Regions from separate parts of the Sus scrofa genome. Here region 2 is linked to region 1. The links are chromatin contacts, called in public promoter capture Hi-C maps. All regions are on one chromosome and are shown on one strand. The core of a region is the stretch at or near the end of the contact, and the rest is flanking DNA. Distances in the headings are between cores, read along the strand shown.

Region 1 (7,734 bases), core at 2,998-5,497:
TTGTAGCTGTCACCAAAGTGCCCTGTAAAATTTTCATGAACTTATTTGGGATTTCAATAAATACTAATTTAAAAAACTACTGGATCTTCAAGTAGGTAGATTAAGACGCTGAGTTCACCATTTAATGGATGAACTGAGAAAATGATGTTTGCGCTGTCCATTTTTTTTGAGTTCTATTACTCACTGAGACAGCGTGAGCTGTTTCCCAACATATTTTCTCCACGTTTTGGTCCAAGTAATTCTGAGAAAGCCTGGGACAAACAAGAATGACTTCTCAGACAATGAGAGTCCATTTCACAGTTTATTATGCAATCCAGTCCTATCATGCCATCTAATAAGAAACTTGGCTTTTCAAAGAGTTCCAGAAAATATGTTAAGAAGAAAAAGCCAGGGATCCTTATAACAACCTAACAGCCTAAAGACAAATATTTAACACCTGACACTAGCTACTAGGTATTGAGTTATTTCTACACATGCACTCGTATAGTATAAGTAATGTGGGGCGGGGCAAAGAATCCGCAAAAGATTCTCAGCTAACCTGTCCCCCCAGGCAGTGTCCATGAGAGATTCCCTGCCAGACTTAGAGCTGTGGGCAGGAAAGGAGGCTTACTCTTCCCTACTTGTTTCTGCCTCTTTCCCTCCATGTCTGGCTCCTTTCCTCCCCCACTCCTTCATTTTACCAATAATCAGTTGTTTAGGACTATCACCTGCCAGACACAGCACCTGCAAGGGAGACCAGAACAAGTCCCTGCCCTCACTCAGCCTCCTGCAGTAGAAGTTGTATTATTAGTGGTTAAAGCCAGACAGCCTGCCCGCGTGCTTGCCTCAGCTCAGTCACTTGCTGGCACACAATTTGAGCAAGTCACTTAACTATGCCTAAATTTCTCTTCTGCAAATGCAGATATTGACAGACCTACCTGTTAGGAATGTGATGGGGATAAAAGGATTTAATAGACAGGAAGTGACAGCACAGTGCCTAGAACCCCTTGAGCATTATAGAGATGTCATAGTTACTATAGTCTTGGACTTCTCAGAGTGAGTGGATTAGTCTGTCCAAAGTGTAGAAAAAACCTGATGCTCAGTCTCTCAAAAAATGGCAATGGATTCATAAGCAAAGGCACTCTTTGAGGAAGGGGTGATCTGCCCCCACAACAAAAGAAAATCCTCCATTATCTGTTTACACAGGGTCATTCTAAATAGGCTGAACCCACAGATTTCTCAAATTTGCCGTTTAGCACATCTTACAAATATTTCTTACAACTGCTACATCCCTTTCAAATTATTTGAAATACATGCTTCCTCCACTGAGAAGGAAACTGACTACAGGCAAAGAGGACAGGAGGAAGATTATCCTGGATTTTTGAGAGCAGAATTCCAACCTCATTCACCTGGGTAATCACAGTGCAGAGTTTGGGATGATTTTCAAGGTTCAAAAATTGCTAGTTTATTTTGTAGCTGGGTTTTCCATACACTTTCTTCCTCACAATAGTACTTCAGGAGAGGTACCATGAGTCCTATTTTATGAATAAACAAAACTGAGGACAGACTCTTAAATAATTATTTAACCTTACAAAAGTGCAGAACTGAGCTTGAAATCTAGGTCCATCTCTAAATTTAATTACGTTTTTTCCATGTGAATGTCTCAAAAACTGGCGAATGAACGTAGGATGAAAAGCAAATGCAGACTTCTTTTACTTTAGATCCATGATCCAAGAACATAACTCTGGCTAAAGGGTATTTTGGTAGGTCTTTCCTCCTTCTTTCCCTTCAAGAGGGCTCAAGGCCAGTTATAAAGAGTAAATGCATGTTTAGAAATGAACTGAGCATTTACAGGAAGATGCAGGCACTAACTGGGGCATTGGGAAACAAGTGTTAAAATTTCAGATCACTTACATTATTAAAACAATCCCTGGGGTGAAAACCAGTACGTAACGGCTAACTATTGATGGGAATTTTGCAAAAACTAGTTTCTGACTTTATGAGTTGTTACACAACACACTGAGTTGCTTAAGGTAATCTTTCCCTTTCACTGAAATCATTCAGTCCCCTGCTGATTTAGACTGCTTTAAATGCAATGCACTCAGAAGCATAAAGTGGAGCTACATTGCCCCACCAGGGCCAAATAAGAGCCAGCTTGTTCAGCCCTCATCTATTCTCTGCAGCCACCACCCAACTCAAATTTTTCAGCCACACTCCCCCAAATACACTTAGTTCTTGTGGTTCCAATGACACTGCACATTCAAGTCAACGTGTCTGCTGAAAGTTTGTGGCCCTCCTGAGTTCCCAGTTTGGATTTAGCCATAAGGCATGGGGTTCCAGGAAAGGGCATCTAGTGCCCACTGTTTGCTTTTGCCCAGACTTTTTCACATCACCCTCATCTCTGCCCAGAGGTTTTATTCCTCTGCTGCCTCCCTTATTAGACCAGAGAAAAGAGAAAGATAAAATATTAGCTTTCCGGAGTTTGCGTCGTGGTGCAGTGGTTGACGAATCTGACTAGGAACCATGAGGTTGCGGGTTCGATCCCTGCCCTTTGCTCAGTGGGTTAAGGATCCGGTGTTGCCCTGAGCTGTGGTGTAGCTTGCAGACGCGGCTCGGATCCCGCGTTGCTGTGGCTCTGGCGTAGGCCGGTGGCTACAGCTCTTATTCGACCCCTAGCCTGGGAATCTCCATATGCCAAGAGAGCGGCCCAAGAAAATGGCAAAAAGCCAAAAAAAAAAAAAAAAAAAAAAATTGGCTTTCCTACTACCACCAGCCTGCCTTCATGCAAACCAGCCCATTCAGTACTGCTCCAGGAAGGAAAGGCACAGGTATTTGTAGAGAAATCACTCGTGTGCGTGTGCGTGTGTGTGTGTGTGTGTGTGCGCGCGCGGATGTTAATTTCCCTGACAAAATCCACAAAATTCCCTCCCTAGCCCCACCAGTAAAGTAGCTTTGGGCATGACTGCCCTTGCGAAAGCAGTCTGCAATCCTTTTCACGGAAGTAAAGGAGAAAATGGGGGGGAGAAAGCAGCTACCAAACAGAATCCGCCGAAAGAGGAGGCAGTTCCCACGTGAACAGTGAGCCTCCCGCGCTACCTGGCCAGGCCTGGCACCCCCAACGTGGCGCAGCGGCCCGGGCAGGAAACCCAGCATGAGCCCAGGAGACACAAGCCCTCCTCTGCCCGGGTCAAGTTCCTTTTCTATCCCCGGGGCGGGCCTCGTCTGCACACACATTTCCACCTGCCTCGCTCCCGCCACGCTACCTGGGGACAGAAATAGAAAAAAATCGACCCCCTTGGTAATTCATCCCCTCCTCTCAGCCTCTCCAAGCCCCGAAAATCTGCTAAAAAAGACGTTCCCTACACACACTCTCACCACCCCCAGATCCCCAACTTCTGCCGCACGAGGCCACCCTGGGGTGCTCGTGGGCCGGAGACTGGATGCTGACGAGAAGAGCACCCGGGAATACGCCAGGCGGGAACCTGCCCGGGAGACCCGTGTGCCAAAGACAGAGAGGGAGGAGCGCTGCGCTGCCTGAGCCTCGGAGCAAAAGCCCCGCAGCTTGGGCACCTCCCGCCCGGAAGCACGCGGGCACACCCCGCACTCCCCGCACTCCCCGCCCGAGTCCCTCGGGCCCCCCTCCCCGACGCGCGCGCGCGCTCCAAGCCCGCGCCCCACCGCGCCCCGGCAACTGCCCCGCTGCTGTCGGCGCGCCGGGGTGACGCGAACTCTCCTCCTGGGGCCGCTTCGGGAATTTTTGTCTATATAAGGGCTCGCGGGCAAGCTCGGCTTTGGTGCGCGTGTCACAAGCTAGCCATTACTTTTACACACGCGCGTGGTTCCCCGGGTAGCTCTGGTAACAGATGCGCGTTCCCCTTCCTCTCTGCCGGCGCCCCCTCCTCTCCTCCTTTCCTCCCGGGGTGTAACTTACTTTACCTGGTCTCCAGCACAGGCTGGGCGCTGCAGAGATCCGTTTCCCGCCAGCCACAGCAGATTCGCCTTGCGGTCACCGGGTGAATGGAATTATTTATTTATTTAGGTCCCTGGACGAGTCCTCCCTCGCCGCAGCCCGAGGAGGTGGAGGAGGAGGCGGGGAGAGGAGGCGGGGGAGGTGCGACTGAGTGCCCTTGTGGGTGCCCGGGGCCATGCGCTGCGCGCTGGGGGGAAGCGGAGATGGGGGCACCGAGGAGGGCGGGGTGAGCACCCGGGGCGTTGCGGGAGCCCCGGGTCCTCGGGTGGGGGCCAGCCGCCGCCGGGCGACTCCAGACGGACTGAGCATGCTCCAAATGACTGTCAACGCCGTAGACACTTAACTCTGTGGCTCCAGGCGCTCCACTTCAGATTTTAGTTTTGACCCAGAGGGTAAACAAGTCTGGTAAAGAGAACTGTAGGTCCAAATCGGTCGGCGCACGCTTCATTCGCCCCCAAGTGCTTTGGCGCCTAACCTAAGAGCCTAATCTAAGAGCCAGGTGTGTGGTAGCTCTGTTCAGATACCCCGGGGAGTGGTGCAACCTGTAGGTGAGGCAGGCAGTGCGAAACGAGAAGAACTTGGCCGAAAGCAGGGAGAGAAGTCTCCTTGTGAGCTTGGAGACAAGTTGTTGGACCGTTTTTTCAGTTGAAATCTTTTGGCGGGCGCGAGGGGAGAGGGGATGGCAGTGTTGGAGATTAGACTCGCCAGCCAGGTATCACTCTGAGGGGGAAAATACGGTTTACCCCGTGCGTGAAGGAGTAGCACTCAGAAGACCTTGCACGTAGGAAAGAAATGAAAGTCATTTGTAAATGATTCAAATTATTTAATTCTTCAAAATAGGATTTAGTTATTCGACAATACGTGGTGCTAGTGATAATGGTAATTCCAGTCTTGGTTTGGTTTCTTCTACCTTTATTTTTACTCCGTGTCTCCAACATATTTCCGGGAAAGTTAGAAAGAGGAAGGGCTGGAAATGAACATTTACATCGGGTTCCTTTAATATTTTTAAGGTTGAAGTAAAGTACTACTTAGAAACAAACAACCCAGAAGAATAAACGTGGGCTTGGTTTTGAGCATTCCTAGTCCAGTTTTTCTGTCAATTTAACTGCCTCTCCCCAATTCCTGCTCCAAAAAAGTGAAAAAGATAAAATGTTACATTAATCTAAGATAAAAATATAACTTCCTAGACGTTTTCCTTGTTTATTCTAGAAATTAGATCATTTCTAAAAAGCCAAGATAATTTAGTTAAAATAACTGGAATTTGGAAGCCTGAAGGACAAAGAATCAAAAAAACAAGATGGTAGTTATAATAAAATAATTATTTATTAAATAGTTATCATTGTCGGTCACTGTTCTTTTTATATGGATTATCTCAATGAATACAATCACTCTATTACATTATTCACATTTTACAAATTTGGAAACAATTTAAGTCATTTGGCTAAATTCACATTGCCTTACTTCTGCCAAAGCTAGTCTGTAGGCTTGGACAAAACTTGAATTTTAGTTTCTGCAGTTACAAAATAGAAATAAAATCAACTTTTTATTACTGATAGAAGATTTAGGTGAGATGATATATGTGAAGTTGATAATATGATATGAATAAAATGATGGCCAATATTAGTAACTTCAAAAAGTTTGGAAAACAGTATTGCAGAGAGACAGGTAGTTTGGAAACTAAGGAACTAAGGCAAAACTTCCAGATAGGACTTTAGACTTATTTTAAGCTAAAAATTGTAAACTGACATTTATGTAAGATATAATAGTTTTTTGATAATGATGGATAATATAGTCAAACAGTAACTTTAAACTTTTCATTTCATTGCAAAAAAGAATGTTAAATTTTAAAAAGGAACAACATCAAGATACACATATCAAGGTCATGTTCTTGGGGGCATGCTTCTGACATTTTTCCAGCTCAATCATCATTTTTATTTTCTTTAAAAGGAGAAGGAGAAAGACGATGCATTTCTTGAATTTTGACCCCACTCTCCCTTTTCCTTGCCTTTGATTTTTCTTTTTCATCTTGTAGTCCTGTGTTTTTCACAGCCCCATATTCTTGGCCTATTTAGCCCACTGCCAAACTCTTAAACATCACTACCTATATCATTATATGTATTATAATTGTAGCAAGTTTTCATTTTAAATCCTGTTTTTCCAACAATTAAAACTCTGAATCCAGTTAATCTACTGCCCCAGTGTCAATATTTGGGTGTTCATTTCTAAATTGCCTTGTTGCTATGGTTGGGCATGCTATGTAAATATTTAGTTGGCTTAGAAAGGAATCTGGGAGTTCCCATCCTGGCTCTTTGGTTAACAAATCCGACTAGGAACCATGAGGTTTCAGGTTCGATCCCTGGCCTTGCTCAGTGGGTTAAGGATCCAACGTTGCCTTGATGCAGCTTGGATCACGTGTTGCTGTGGCTTTGGTGTAGCCCAGCAGCTACTGCTCCAATTAGACCCCAAGCCTGGGAACCTCCATATGCCGCAGGAGTGGCCCTAGAAAAGGCAAAAAGACAAAAAGACAAAAAAAAAAAAAAAAAAAAAGGAAGGAATCTGAAAAGAGAGTTAGGTGGGAATAAATCCAATCAATTTCTCCTATGACATGCAGTATTACTATTCTTCAGAAGTTGAGAAAAAGTACAATTTAGGGGAAAAGCAAATCATATAAACAGAACTTGTAATGTTTTTGGTAAAATTTCTACCTTGATTTCTATTTATAAGGTGAAATAACAATGGGAGAAGTAAAGGATAGCAATATACTCAATATTCCAATGACTCATGTTTTACAATAAGTGACCTAGTGAAAACATAACAATGTACAAACTCATAAAACCCAAACATATACTACATTCCCACAGCCTCATATTCCAGGTTCTCTGCACTTTCATTCCTCAGCTATGTAATGTCTTTTCGCTTTTTTCTGTCTTTTTTCATTCCTCTCCCTTTTCTCCATTTCAAACATGTCTGAGACATTCTTTTCTTTTTTTCTTTTAAAGCCCAGCAGCTTTGTCATCACCTCTGTAGCATTTCAAGTACTACTTCAATAGGAATCCTTCCCATCTTTGTGACCTTTCCCAAAGAACATGGTATATGCCTCTATTTGGAGCATTTTCTGATGCTTCACAGTATGGGTATATTACAATTTGGTTCTATCTCCCCTGTCTTTTAGGCTGTGGAAGGGCAGAGATGACCGTTTACTCATGTTTGTAATCTTCCAGCATCCAGCACAAATTCCTCCAGATAGAAGGTAATTAATAACATTTGCCAAATGGAGGAAAGAGATGATAGAGTGATTTTAAGCAACAGATGGCAGAGGCAGTTGGAGCTAACAATATCCATGATCTGCAAGACACTGCATTTCCTGGCTTCTCTCACTGTTCTACTGGGGCCATGTGACGAGTTCTAACTAATAGTGCTTGAATGAAAGCAGTTTATGTCACTTCTGGGTAAAGGGCATGAAGACTGAGTAAGTCTCTTCCGTTCCTGCCTTTTTCTGCTTTAATAGCCTCATGTTTCAGATGGAGTCGCTACAACATGGAGTTGCTAAAAGATAAAGACAGGCTGCTTGACTTACACTGGCCTCTGTGTGAGCAAGAAACCATCATTATGTCTAGTCACTGAGATTTCAGGATTTATTTGTTAAGAGAACATAGCCTACCCTATTCTGACCAATACAAGGTGTTATTTAATGTGATTATAAATCATAATGGTATAAAGGCCCAATGAAACAGTGGGCTTACAAGAATGCTCTAATGTGTTAAGTCAAGGCTAAAAACATATAT
Region 2 (7,734 bases), core at 2,689-5,188, 2.3 Mb before region 1:
GTAGATGAATAACATTTAATGAAAATAGGGAAATAAAACAGTAATTCTGGTGATTCATAATCATCTATTTACTCATAATAAATCTATTTTAAAGAAATTTTCAGAGTATTCTATAAGCCACAATTTGTTTTTGTACATTTGCACATTTATTCATTTAACCATCACTCCCTTCAATAGGTCCCTCCATCCCTAATACACTTACATGCAATGTACTTTAAGCAAATTTCCCTTTTATCTTAGGAGAAATTACCACGTATCTGAAAATTATCTTTTATTCATTCTAAGCTAAACATCTCTAGTTCCTTTATCCTTTTTCTACGGGTCCTACATTTTAACAGTCTGTTCATGGTTTTCTGAATCTCTCCTTGGAGTTGAAACACAGATCAAGATACAGCATTATAAGACCACTGCTTTACTCCTGATGCAGATCAGTGTTACTTTTACACCTAATCTTTTTAACAAGTATAACTCTCTTGCATCAATTTGGACTTTCTGTCACCATGAAGCCTACTACCAAATATAAGGTTTGTTTCTCCTCATCGGAGACATGTGTTAACTTATTTTCATCTTAGACAGTCAGTTTGCAGATAAAAATCATTCACTATTTACAGATAAAGAGAAATTCTGTTATTCACACAGAATCAAATCATTATCCTTTACCAGGTGTTAGCATTAATTTCTAGAGTACTAAGAGGTAGCCCTTATCGGCGAAGTGCTCACAACCTAATTAAGAAAATTCATTCATTTGAATACATTTGACTATAACATCAAATATGAGTATTAAAATTTCAAGAATAAACTCGTGGTAAACCTACCATTTTTTCCTCAATAGTCTAATCAGTCTTTCCAAGATGGTTATATACAGATATTAAAACAATGTTCCATTTGCATATGGCTGGTTTCAAGAGTAGCACACAGGATTTGTTCAAATACCCCCAAATGACTAATCCAATGATTTTTTAAAAAGACATTAAAAACAGAAAGAAGTTTTTAACAAGTTTTAATGAGTTCAAAAAACATGAGCCCAAGTTACAACTAATTTATTAAGCATCTTTACCAGTTCTGTACTCATGGATACATTATCAAATTTGTGCTTATCAAATTACTCTTCTTAAACTCTGAATCAAACTTCTGATAATTCCTTTTTGGGCAGGTTTCACCTCCAAGTAACTGGCTCATATATAAACCAAACTAGTTTCTGCAGCATCCCAGTATCATCTTGTTTATTCATTTTTTCCTTTAAATAAGAGGGGAAATTAATTGTGAGGATCAACATTTGCACATTCTGCTGTTACCTAAATATCTGGTTTTCAGTTTCCTTTTCTTTCAAATGAAAGCACTGAAATGACTCAAATGTATAGACTTCTTGTATTTGCTCTTTTAAAGAGATCTTTAAAATGATTTACAGTAACTTTGGCAAAAAACAAAAATGCTGAATTTTAAAGTTTAATGTTCATAATACACATAGTACTCCTAACATCCTGCAGTGTCAACACCACCAATTATTACACAGTATACCAATGTTAATACAACATTTAATGTCAACACAACATTAAACCCAATAAACATAAGTAATATCCAAATAAGTATCTCTAAATTTTAGATTTCTATTTTGTGGAAATCTACATTTATCTTTTTATGAGGTGGTAACAGGCAAAGTAAATTAAGAATCTGAAATTTTTTAAGTTCTTTTTTTTTTTTTTTTCAGCATTCAGTGGGATTCCCAGATCAGGGATTGGACCCTGGGCTGCAACAGTGCAAGTGCCAAGTCCTAATCACTAGATCACCAGGGAACTCCCTAAAGTGCCCTTTAACAAACAATAAGAAGCAAGCATTCATTTCATCTGTAAGGATCCATAGGGCAAGGCAAACATAAATGTCCTAGGAAAAGTCCAATTTCCCCACAGTAATAAACGCCTGGAGGCACACATTGGAAGAACACTCCAATATGCACAACAATGATTTTTAAGTCTGATTTTTTTTTTTCTGTAATGCAACAAAAATATATTTACACCCTCAGGGATCATATAAACATAGTATGCAGCCTAACAAAGTAGGATAAAAGTACCAAGACTTACATCAAAGTATTAAAATTCAAGTCCCATGTCTGCCATCTATTTAGCTTACTTGAAAATGATCCTAATACCTTGGCATTTTATCAGAAATGACAGTGATAAGATAACTAAGATTTAATTTCTCATAAACAGAAAATCTTTTAGAACATTTCACTGAAGTCAAGTAAACTCCTATAATGAAATTATTCTTGTCCACTTCATAGATGAAGATACGAAGGTGCAATGGTTTAAATTAACCTTCCTCAAAGTCATACTGCAAGTTAAGTGGTGGAAAGGTAACCTAACGCGGGTCTAAATCTTAGGCTCCTTCCACTAAGCAATATTGAGTAAACGAAAAAACACTCCGCAAATTATATGCCACTGTTACGGTGAAGATGGGAAGTGAAAATTTTTATTGTAATAAAGCAGTACATTAGCCTTCCTAATAAAACACAGCATTTGTGTTACATATTCACATAACTGAAGTTATTCTGGATATCACTTGATATGGCCCACAAACATTAAAATCACCAAATACTTCGTTCAGTATTTCAAACTGTAGCATTTCGTATTTCATAAGTTTGAATGTTAGCAAGTGACTTAAGCCTCAAGTAGACTTATCTACATTTTGCAGGCCTATGTTATCCTTCAAACCGGAGGGAAAGGCTGCACTTCTAAAAGAAACGCTGCCGGAGTCTATCCAGCCTCCACTAAAGCACAGGACCACGTGGTATCTATCACTCAGAAGCCTAAGGTTCCCGACTCCTCTCCCTCCTTTTGACAAGGAACCAGAAACTAAGGTTCCTCTCTCTTAAGTGGCGCCCTGACACATGCCACCTGTGCAGTACGAACCGCAGACATCCTGCAGTCGGCCTCCCGGAAGAATACGAGAATCAGAACAGGGAACTTGGATGTCGACAATGCCGGGAAAGGAAATGACTAAAGAAGTAAAGAGGGTGAGATCGCGATCCACCGTGGGACCAAGACCTGTCAAACATTAAGAGACTCGCACCCAACGACTGTAACCTATCCTTTGGGAAGGCCTGAGGTGGGAGCGGCACTACCAGAGGAAAAAGGACGAAGAGAACTGCACGAGCCGCCGCCGCCGCTCCCCGCAAGGCTCCCAGCATGCCCCGACGAGCCACGAACCCCGGCCCTCATTTCAGGTCCGATCTTTGCCCCAATCTTTCCGGAGCGGCCAAAATCCTGCTGCCCGAAGGCGGCCGCCGCCGGACCTGCCCGCACCTGTCACCAGCGAAAGACACCAGCCCGCAGTTCCCGCCCAGTTCTCCACCACCCTCGGGCAACCACAGCCATCTCAGTCGCTTTCCCTTACCAGGTGTCTCCTTTCCGGAGGGAGGTTTTGAGCAGCGTCGCGATGTCAGACCGCTGGATGTCCAGATCTGCCGCTCCGCCTTCCGCCATCTTCTTCCACTAGCGGTAGCGGAGGCGGCAGCGACAGCGGCGGCACGCTCCAGAGCATTGTGGGAATGGCGTCCCGCGGCCCCTCCCAGTCAGCAGGTCGAAACCAAAAGAGACGTAAGGGTGGGGGGGTGCGCCTGCAGACAAGAGTTGGCTCCGGGCGGAGTGAGTGCATTGCCATGGTCTGCTGCTCCCCATCGGCCCCCGCCGTCCAGCAGCTCGCCTCGGCCTCCTCCGGCCGGGGACCGCCTGGTTTTAAGTCTCCTCTCTAGGGCCTCGGTCCTCTCTCGCTTGAGCGGTGCTACCGCCCGATCCATCCTCGACTTCTGCCTTCCCCTCCCTCTTTCCCACAGACGCCTGAAAACCCTTATTTGCGCATTCACTCACGCTTGAGGGTGGGGCGAGGCGGGGGGCGTGGGGACGACTAAAATATGGCAGAGGATTTCAGCAACTCCGTGACTCGAGTCTTTCGTTGCGAGTCGCAGAACCTAAACTCAATGAATTTTGGACCAAATGGAGAACAATCCGAAACCGAACGCTTAGCCGCAGTGCTCTTTCTGGGCTCTTCCTTGCGCTTCTACTATTGCTGTAGGTGGAGACCTTTTATAGGCTCTTTGTGACGCCTCCCCAGGCACACCCTGGCAGCTAAGCTGCAATGAAAAACATGTTCCAGTTCCTCAGTGAACAGGGTGTGAAATATATATCGAATAATGCCGGGTACTAAAGGGAGAAAAGATGGGCGAGAAACTCTCCTCAATGTTATGAAGTCATATATTCTTATCTTCCCATAATGTATACACCTGAAGCTAGATAATACCTATTATTTGACGCCAATTACTTTATAAATGGGGAAATCGAGTCTCAGAAATCAAATGCTAAGGTCATGCCGTAAGTGGACAGGCAAGTTTATACCCAACCCGTCGGCTGTCTATTCACTATAATACACCCATTACTTCTCCTTATGAAAGCTTGAACTAAAAGGTAAACTGGGTTATGCTAGCTTTTTTTTTTTTTTTTAACCTTTTACAACTGGTGCCTAGCACAATGCTGCCTAACACATAAGAACTACCTAAATATGTGTTTAATTAATGAATTGTGGCAAACTGCTTAAGTAGTTCCAAGCATGAAGATGTCCAGAGATTTGACTTTAAGATAACGTGATGTGAAAAGGCTAAAGATGAATAAGAATTCCTACATAATCTCTCTTTTTTTACTTATTTTCGACCTCTACCATAACTCATTTGGTGGGAATGCAGTAAATGGGTGCAATATGCTAGTAAGAAGTGCTGACCCCTTCCAAGTTACGGTAATGTATATTGGCATTATAATTTGCATATAGCAACATTATGATTGCTTATTTCCTTTAAAATAATACTATTTTGCACTTTCGTGTTATCCTTGATTTGAAATTCTGAAACAGCTTCCAGGTACTGTATTGCTTGTACTATTTGACTTTTCTTTTGACAGGTTAAAATAAACATAATTTGTTTAACTATGAGTATCATCAAAGGGTCACACCTCCCTTCTTTCCCACTCAACCTCTGAAAGAGAGCGTAGTATTTTCCTAAGAGAGGCAGCATGGTATGGGAAGAATAGTGACTTCATGTTCAAAACTTCACTTCAACCTCTAGTTGCAAAGCATTTAACTTATAGTTTAGTCATTAGGTAATACTTATGTTAAAGAATTTTTCTGCAGATTAAGCAAGACAATGGTGTCTATTCCTGGAACATAATAACCAATCAATAAACAACTAATCTTTTTCACTGTTGGCAGGATGAATTGTAATGGTGTGTAAATTATATCTCAATAAAACTGTTGGAAGAAGTTACTTTGAAGGTAAACATACTCTATTGTTTATAAATATAATTGAGGACTGATACCTCAGGCACACTCATGCTGTTCAGTTCCCTTTCAAAGTGCATTGGTAATATGTCGAAATCTGTATCCATGAAACAAAATAAAATAACCTCTTCTTCATTTGCACCGTGTTCAAGGTAATGAGGTAAAAGGATAAGATGTATAAAAGTTCAATGTCAATTTGAATTATATGTCAGATTGATGAGGTCATTTTGTAGACCTAACTAGTTGCTTTCAGAGTCAAGAAAGAAATAACAGTCACAATATTTTATTTAACGAGCACTTATAAAGTGCTAAATCAGATTCTAAACACTTTAAAGTATTATTTTGATCCTCACAACTCTATGAGGTAGGTATTATTATTATTCCCATTCTGTAGATGAGGAATTGAAGCAAGTGGCGGAACCCACATTTGAAACCAAGCATTCTAGCTCCACAATCTAGGAGTTGGGTGGGTTTTTATTTTTCTACTAAGCTTGATGGTCTTTTTTTTTCTTTTGAAATTTATTCTATACTTTATCCCATTTTGTATGGCTTTCATATTTACAATTTAGTATTATCTATTACATTTCAATTTTTCTTTAAAAATTAGCATTATATTAAAATTGTGTATGTTAGGCAACTAAAACTTATAGAGAAGAAAGCTGTATATACCATTAAATATTTTATATAGCATAATAAAAAGAATAACAACTGATAAGAATAACAAAAATAATACACTCTCTGAAAATAAGTAAAATATAAAATGCATAAATTGGTTAAAAAACAGTGTAACTATATAAATATGTCCTCTCAATTTGTTACATCTTATTGATTCTTCAATATAGGCATTATACCATTCTAGGTGATGAGATAAGCAAGACATTATAGACTTTACATTGTACCATGGAGAGAAATGGTTATTAATAATACAATTGGAGAACTGTATTATTTAATTATACAGTTGCATTATTTAATTATAATTATCATAAGTTCTTTGATGGAGAGGAAATCAGAATTAGATCTAAGAAGACTTCAGCATTCCAAGAATGATGTCAAATGACCCCCTTCACGGTGGATTATGCACTTATTTACTATGAGATATATTTCTTCTCCAGAGATTCCTTGTTTGTGTATCAATTGTAGATTTTTGGTTTGCGGTTATTCTGAAGTTTTGATGTAAGAGTCTATATGTATATGAGATTGTTTTAAGGTGTTGTTCTCTTAATTGCAATTTCATCTCCAGTGTCCTGCATTTTTACACACCTCTGCTCATGATTTCTGATTTTGGTGGTATATTTGTGCATGGATGACTTAGTATTTTTACTGTTTTTATACCTTTACTGGTGAGCCTTGTCATTTGTGGAATTTTTGTTTCCTATTGAGCTGTCTTTTCTTTTCTGCCTAGAGAAGTTCCTTTAGTATTTGTTGTAAGGCTGGTTTAGTGTTGCTGTATTCCCTAAGCTTTTGCTTATCTGTGAAGGTTTTGATTTCTCCTTCAAATCTGAATGAAAGCCTTGCTGGGTAGAGTAATCTTGGTTGGAGGTTTTTTTCTTTTATCACGTTGAGTATACCATGCCACTCCCTCCTGGCCTGCAGAGTTTCTGCTGAAAAATCTGCTGATAACCTTATTGGGGTTCCCTTGTATGTTACTTGTTTCTTTTCCCTAGCTGCTTTCAAGATTTTCTCTTTGTCTTTAATGTTGGTTAGTTTGATTAATATGTGTCTCGGTATATTCCTCCTTGGGTTTATTTTATATGGTACTCGTTGTGCTTCCTGGATTTGAGTGAGTGGTTCCTTTCCCATGTGAGGGAAATTTTCGGCTATTATCTCTTGGAATATGTTTTCTGTCCCCTTCTCTCTCTCTTCTCCTTCTGGCACCCCTATAATACAGATATTGGTGCATTTAATGTTGTCCCAGAGTTCTCTGAAACTCTCTTCATTTGTTTTCAATCTTTTTTCTCTTTTCTGTTCTGCATTCGTAATTTCTTCTAATCTGTCCTCCACCTAAAGCTTATTCGTTCTTCTGCCTCCTGTATTCTGCTGTTAGCTGCTTCTAGTGAATTTTTTATTTGTTATTGTATTTTGCATCTCTTAAGTTTGATATTTTGTATCTCTTCGGTCAGTGTTTCCTGTAAGTTATCCATCTTTGCCTCCAGTTTATTTCCAATGTCTTGCATCATCTTCAGCATCAACAATCTAAAATCTTTTTCCTGGGGCTGAGAATCTCATCACTTAGCTGATTTTCTGGGGTTTTTCCTTTCTCCCTCATCTGAGTTATAGTTCTCTGTCTTTTCATTTTTATAGGTTTTTGGTGTGGTGACCTTTTTACATATAATAGAGTTGTAGCCTTTCTTACTTCTGGTGTCTGCCCCCCTTGTGGCTGAAGTCAGTATGGGGGCTTGCTGTAGGCTTCCTGAT

Evidence for each region. Promoter capture Hi-C pulls out the DNA fragments that hold promoters and counts their contacts.
Region 2: a contact with region 1 is called in a promoter capture Hi-C map of liver, with 7 times the contacts expected there. The contact joins the promoter of USP15 here to the promoter of SLC16A7 in region 1. A contact is called at or near these places in 1 of 5 promoter capture datasets (liver) and 1 of 2 datasets of contacts at active chromatin or transcription factors (alveolar macrophages).

The regions. Positions count from the first base shown.
Region 1 is chr5:24,709,522-24,717,255 of Sscrofa11.1, reverse strand. It overlaps SLC16A7 (monocarboxylate transporter 2), which reads right to left and starts at 4,247. Exons shown (of 7, transcript XM_003126337.5): 1 at 3,916-4,247. It overlaps LOC102167026 (a long non-coding RNA gene), which reads left to right and starts at 4,361. Exons shown (of 3, transcript XR_002343996.1): 1 at 4,361-4,448; 2 at 7,122-7,199.
Region 2 is chr5:26,960,584-26,968,317 of Sscrofa11.1, reverse strand. USP15 (ubiquitin carboxyl-terminal hydrolase 15) reads right to left here and starts at 3,938. Exons shown (of 21, transcript XM_003126341.6): 1 at 3,391-3,938. The coding sequence starts at 3,479.